Regions from separate parts of the Mus musculus genome. Here region 1 is linked to region 2. Evidence: chromatin contacts called from public Hi-C data. All regions are on one chromosome and are shown on one strand. The core of a region is the stretch at or near the end of the contact, and the rest is flanking DNA. Distances in the headings are between cores, read along the strand shown.

What was found. A called contact is a pair of places that touch in the nucleus more often than the background predicts.
Region 1: a contact with region 2 is called in a Hi-C map of the N1E-115 cell line, with 8 times the contacts expected there. The contact joins two enhancer-like sites.

The regions. Positions count from the first base shown.
Region 1 is chr11:18,353,013-18,356,524 of GRCm38.p6, reverse strand. No RefSeq gene overlaps it. Among named protein-coding and RNA genes, the nearest start is that of Gm12022, 140 kb to the left of the region's middle. Within about 2 kb of position 1,519, at least 2 of the 459 cell types and tissues checked have an H3K27ac peak or open chromatin away from gene starts, as enhancers often do. A contact at or near this core is called in the N1E-115 cell line, where this site is marked.
Region 2 is chr11:17,684,806-17,687,931 of GRCm38.p6, reverse strand. No RefSeq gene overlaps it. Among named protein-coding and RNA genes, the nearest start is that of Etaa1, 270 kb to the left of the region's middle. Within about 2 kb of position 1,356, at least 57 of the 459 cell types and tissues checked have an H3K27ac peak or open chromatin away from gene starts, as enhancers often do. A contact at or near this core is called in the N1E-115 cell line, where this site is marked.

The sequences.
Region 1 (3,512 bases), core at 270-2,769, 670 kb before region 2:
TGTCCTCCACTGTGAATAATAATCCTAGTTTTCAAATATATATTTCATATCATTAAAAGCAGCTAAAGGGGCCAGGTGGCCTTAGAATTCCCAAGATGACATTGATGCTCTTAGTACTATTTCAAACTGCTTAGTGCTATAGGAGAGTGAACTTGTCTGCTACAAAAACCAAGTTCAATTAATCATAATTGAGAAACACATTGTGATGACCACAGGATGTTCTAAAGAACAAGTCTTGGAACCTTGTGATGGGATTGCAAGTCTCTTTTCAAGTCGGTCACTGTTTTTTTGACCCTTCAAATGCATGAAAGCTAATAGAGTGCTATGTAGTATCAACATGCAAATCCAGAGGACGAAGCACACAAACACTACAGCCACTGAGAGGAAATACACATTTACAATTACACTAATTCTCAAAATATTGAAATCTCATATAGCCAGTAAAAAGAACTTAGTCTATCTTATGTTCTCTTAGTGCTAAATGTATACAAAGATATCTGTGCTTTGTTAAATTGTTGACCTCAAAATAGAATGCTTCGATTATGTTTTAAGAAGAGAATAAGGTGAGACACTCTGCTCTACAGCAGATCAATGTGGGCAATAACTATTTTTCTTCCTGGTTGAAAAATTGGACTGCCGATTGTGTTTGCGATCTGATGAAAACAGCTGAAGAAGCTGCGACGCTTAGTCAGATACCTTTAAGGAGGAGACATAGTTTGATTGTGGGTAAGGTCAGGACATTTATTTAGAATGAGTCCATCTTACTTACAATGTTTAAAGAAAAGATTTTGACGTGGGATCTCAAGTTGGATGCCCCCATTTTGTGTGGCATCTTATCAAATTTATTCCCTCAGTTTCATGAGAGAGTCTAACTAGGTTTGTCCCTGACTTCTCAAGGAGTTGGTATAAAATTTTCATGGTCTGTCTAAATATTCCCTTAATTAAGCATCCAAGGAATTTTTAATACAAATGTAATAGATTTGTTTTCTCACAAGCTACTATTTAAACAGCCATTTGTGATAAATATTTATAAGTGTTTATAAATAAAATATTAATTGCCTAAAATGGCATTTTAATGTGGCACTCGCTACCAGTGAAATGCCGCAAGTGTGACGCTACCTCATGAAAAGTTCTGGAACATCTGGCCCTACACCAGCACCACCGTGGAGGCTTCTGGGACAAGAATAGCTGTGGCATCTTCTCAGAGCTTCTTTTGGACAGAGGTACCTCTGTTCCAGATGTTAGGATTCTTAGAAGTGCCACACCTCCAAGAACATAGCCATCCACTTCCTTTTCCTAGATTGAACAGAGGACACCCAGGTTCTTCCTTGTACTTTCAGGGGAGAGGACTCCACCTTTCTGTCGTTGTTGCTTTCTCTCTGGCCTCGGGATGTGAGACTTTTCAGAAAGGGAAGCACAGAGACTTGACTGTGATCCAAGCTCTCATTGCTGGTTCAACTTGTTCTATGCCAAGGCCAAATTAGATTACAGAACACTAGATAAGGAGACAGGAAGAAAGCACTCTAAACAGACTCTCTTAAGCTTTGTTCTGGATAAAAAAGAAAGAATGAGTCACCGCCAGTCTGTTAGCTCTTCTGGGATTGAATATCTGTCTACCTGCCCAAAAGCAAACCAAGCCTCCATGGGCCTCAACATCTCCATCTGTGAGCCATGAAAATAAATGTGTGTCATTTACATATTTTAGGGACACTAATGAGAGCAACAGTTTGTTTTTATTTATTCATTAATTGAGGCAATTTATAAACTTACACCATCTGCTACAAAAATTCAATTAAATAATTGTTATATCCCAGTGTTACAAGTAGTATAACAGTTTATAGAAACATGAATCTGGTAGAGGTAGCCAGGTGTGTGGGGAGTGAGGAAGGGTGCTTTTCTTGAAAGGGTGTGCCACACTTTCATGCTGCACACATATTTAAGCAAATTTGAATGTCATGGCTCTTCCATGCTGTTTAAGGGGAGATGCGTTTAGTGAGCAGTAGCAGATTTTGACTATTGACTTTGTCTTACTTTGTGCAATCAGTAGTGCATCAGATTTTGTAACATTTCTCAACTTTAGTTTCCACATTTATAAAACAGAGCTGATTTGCTGCCGATGCTGAGAAGAAGGTTGGCAGTTTTCCATCTACTTATATCTTTGCGACTTAAGATTTCTGTGTTTATGGAATTTAACTTAATTTCTCAAAATGCCATAGAAAGGACAGATTGAATGCAGGCAGATGGTGGAAATGACAGCTTGACCTTGAAGACGAGGCTCAGAAGAAGCAAGGCTCAAAGGTGCTGTCATGTCACCAGCACTTGGGACAGAGATCTAAGGACATGCTTTTCTTGAACTTCCAAATAACATTGTTTTGACAACATATTTCCAGTGTGTTTTATAAGCAAATCCTTTTCCAAAATGATTTCAGCTCAGAAATTTGCTCCTTTGACATTTCTAAATGGCTATTTTATCCTTGAACCATCTCTGCATCTCTGAAAAAGACCTCTGAAAAAACAAACAAAAACAAAACAAAACAAAAAATAAAGCCTAAAACCTCTCTTTATTGTACATGAAAGGTTTCTCTCTTCCACTCTAAGCAAGGATGCACTCGTTGTCAGGGCTGCAGGTCAGTTGGCAGTCTGCGTCATTGAGAAGGACGCTGTGGAAAGGTGGGAACGCTCTGTGTTGATTTAAAGTCCGTGGAGATGTGGGTGAGAACGCTGGCATTTGAGTATGTGAAAATGTTTCTGGCTGATGCTAAACCTTATTATTTACAATTCATTACTTATGAGTCAAGTCCCAGTATTCATTGTGCACTTTGCAATTGCATTGTATAAGTTTCATAAAAGAAGGCAATAAACATACAGCTACCTGTTGCACAGTCCCCAGAAGCCAATCCTCTGTGTAGTGCTCTATGAAATTCTATTTTGATTAGGTTGTTACATCTGGGACAGAACTGCAAATAGTGTTTGGCAATGGAAAAATGTGGGCCTGTATAATTCTAAGATTAAAGTCTGTCCAATAATACAAGCATGCCACCTGGGACGAGTCCTATATTTATAGCAGAAAGGCCACAGAGTAAGTATTCATCACTCAGGTTCAAGAGAGGTATTGCCAATTACTTTGGGGCCTTTTGTGATAACACTAGATGGACTATGAGGAAAAAAAACATATTTGATCTATTTCCTGCTCAAGTGGATAGAGAATGAGTAAATACGATAAAAGTAACCCCATCTGGATGGATGGGGGTGATGGGCCAAGATGAACCCCTGCGGCAGATCCTCTTCAATTCTACCTTCTTTGATCTTATGATGTCATAGCTTAATTAATAAAGATGACTTCTCTGTGTGTGTTATACCCTGTAACTTCTATAACTTTTTCACTTGACAGATGATTTGGCTTAAGCTCCCTTACAAACACGGGAGGAAGCAAGGGATTAAAAATAACAGTTTCTTCAATTAGCAGGTTTAAGTGAAGAACTACACCCTAATGTCTTACATGTTTGTGTTTC
Region 2 (3,126 bases), core at 107-2,606:
AAGAGGCATAAATGTTACAAGTTATTATGATGATATTGCCAATGAGGCTAAATAGCCTTTAAATACCACTCTACATTAGGGCCAAGATTCCCCCAAAGGAGCAAGAACTGGTCATATTGAGTTGAACCTGATAATCTGCATTGAGAAATACAGCTGATAAATCACAGTCCGAAATTAGCCAGGTGCAGAGAAAAGAAGGGTTGGGTAGGAGGAAAGATGAAGCAACGCCTTTAATGCCAGTAAGAAATATGCCATGCACCAGTACTAGAGTAAATGGTAGAGCTGGAGAGAGGTAATTGGTGGTATCACCCGTGCATTGTGGCTAAAACAGAAGGATTGTGTGGTCAGGAAAGAATCCCTCTCCAGGGACCTCCAGGCCTCATAGAACAGACAATAAAAAGTCTTTCCCGAGACATGGTGCAGATTTGTCCTTTTGCCTCAGAAGGAAAAAAGAAAAAGAAAAAAGGATGATACTACTAGCTGTAAGCAATTAAAGGTCAATTCAGAGAAGAATTAGAAAAGTGCAGTTTCTGTTTTGGAATCTCTCTCTCTCTCTTCTTTTTTCTTTTTCTTTCTTACTTTCTTTCTTTCTTGTTGTCTTTCTTTTAACAAAAACATTATATAAGTACATCCTTCTTATCTGCCAGGTTGGTTATCAGAAAAACACTTGTTGTACATTTTAATTGGGGCCTTCTGAACACATGATGCTGTGACTCGAAGTGGCTATATCAATAATGGGAGTGATTCAGAGTTCCCAGGCAGCCAGAGGACTATTTCAGGCTCTTAATCCTCCTGCCAAATAGGGTATAGGCCAAAATAGTTCTTTTGCATTTATTTCAGGGTTTTAATCTCATATGCAACTGAACCCCATTAAATGCCGTTTCCCAGGCTCAGTCCTTGCTTTCCAGGCAGTTTAGCATACATGTGCCTGACTTACCACTTCCTGTCTGGGAAGGGTATTGACTGCCCGGAACCACAAATAGCACCTCCTTTCCAAGATTCTTGCTCCAACCCAAGAGCTGTCAATCTGTTTCTGGTCTCAGCCTCAGGGGCTGCCTAGCAGGATAGGCAGGGTAGTTGGGGCAAAACTCAGCAGCTTTTTGCTCTACTGCCAAGCACAAAAGTGGGCTTTCCATGGCTGCTCCTCAGTCTCATTTCTAATCACTCACCATGGAAGGTAATGGAAAAGTGCCTGAATTACAAAGATTCTCATTTATTACCCTGGCTGCTCCCCCACAAAGCATCTCTTCTCCCCTTTGGCAAGAAGAGATCACTATTGACGCTTTTAGAAGGCCCTGGGCCCCTCTCAATTATTGGTGTAATCTCTCCCTATTCTGGAAGCAGAGTTCTTTTCTAAGTAGATTTTTTAGAAAGTTAAAAGCTAGTCTTTGCTTTATTCATTGAAATGACTTCATGGGCTAATGTATTCTCCTGTCAGTATTTTTCATCAGTTCAGCAACATCTGCAGGATATGAAAAAAAGCAGAAAGCAGATGTTTGCAAAAGGTAGTTTCACCAAGCCTCCTTACCATAATTATTGCAGCACCACATCCCCATTTTATGGCACCTCTCTTATATTCATATGCTGTTAACTTGTCCTGTAGAAATTAAAACTGGTGTATTTCAGTTCCTTCTAAACAGATTTGCCACCTTAAAAAAAATAATTGACAGATATCTTCCATTAAATCCAAATTTCCTTTATCAAATCTTCGAGGGGAAAATAGATTAAGAAGATGTAGATATTTATCTCAACCTTCACTCATTTACACTCATTTAGTTAATTAGCACTTAATTACACTGTCAAAGGGGAAAATGTTACAATGGTCAGGACAGAGTGGTCCCCACCCCTAGGGCCCATGCTTCTTTTAAAAGGCAGACCTTTGCTTAGTGCCAGCTTGCTCCTATGTGAAACATTTGTAATGATTACTTGACAAGGGGTGCAGATCTGAGATTGTGCAAGAGAGAGCCATCACTCACTAAAGCCCAGCTGTAACTCCCAAACTGGAGCAACAGTGCCCCCCAAAGCAAGTTGCCAGAAGCAGCCAGAGAACAAACCCTGAGCTGCCCAAATGACTATTTTTTTTATAAGCCAAGGAACTATTTTAAGAACTGCTGGCCGAACCCGCAGGCTCTATCACAACCAGATGAGCATTCCAACCAAGCTGGGGAGCGGTGGCTGGAAACAGAGACTGTTTCCACCTATTTTAACCCAGACGCCACAAATTCTCTAAGGAGGAATGGAGGCGGGAGTGGAGATAGAGCAACAGAGACATAGTAGAAAAGTGGACAACTTTAGAAGTTTGTCAGACTTGAAGCAACAAAATATAATCAGCTTAACGAATAAATCGTATTAACTGAAATGCAATTGAAACTCTGCTTGTCATCGGGGTTTCTCCATCTTTTAACAAATGGCAATGGTTTTTGGTCTCACAGGTTCCTTGCCAAGTAGAAGACCTCATTAAAACTGTTGGAAAATAATAGAATTCTAATTAGCTTAATTATGATGTGAAAAATTAGCAACCTAATTCACAAAAACAATATGCAATTAACCTGTTTTTCATAAGTCAAACCATTTTCCAAAACAGGAAATGAAGGATAACACCCATAATTTCATCATGAGGGCAAAAATCCTAGACACCCTGATGCAGTGGTACAGCGAGTATGTAACGAAACCAAAAGTCTCCACTCCCTCATCCTCTGCAACTCCTTCTGTGTATTGCCTACAGAGCCTTTTGGCTCCAAGAATGGAAACTGCATTAAACTGAAGGCTCACTCAAATTTTCTCTTTCAAGTTCTAAGTCCTATTTTCCATTTTCCTTTGGGTCCTGGAATAGGGTCAACCTATAAATGATGAAATATTGCATTTTTAAAAGACAATCAACTTATGATGTCATGTCAACATATTGGAGTCCTTGAACTGCTATCAGAATATTACAGAGGGAAAATAATGTGAGGTTGGAATTAAGAAATGGAAGTCAGGAAGCCTGAAATCTAAAGTTTTTACATCAAACCATGTAATCAATAACCTAATGGTGAACTCTATGAAAAGACAATATATCAAGTTTCTGAGATGTAGAAATATGAGCTGGAGAGATGGCTCAGCGGTTAGGAGCATTGACTGGTCTTT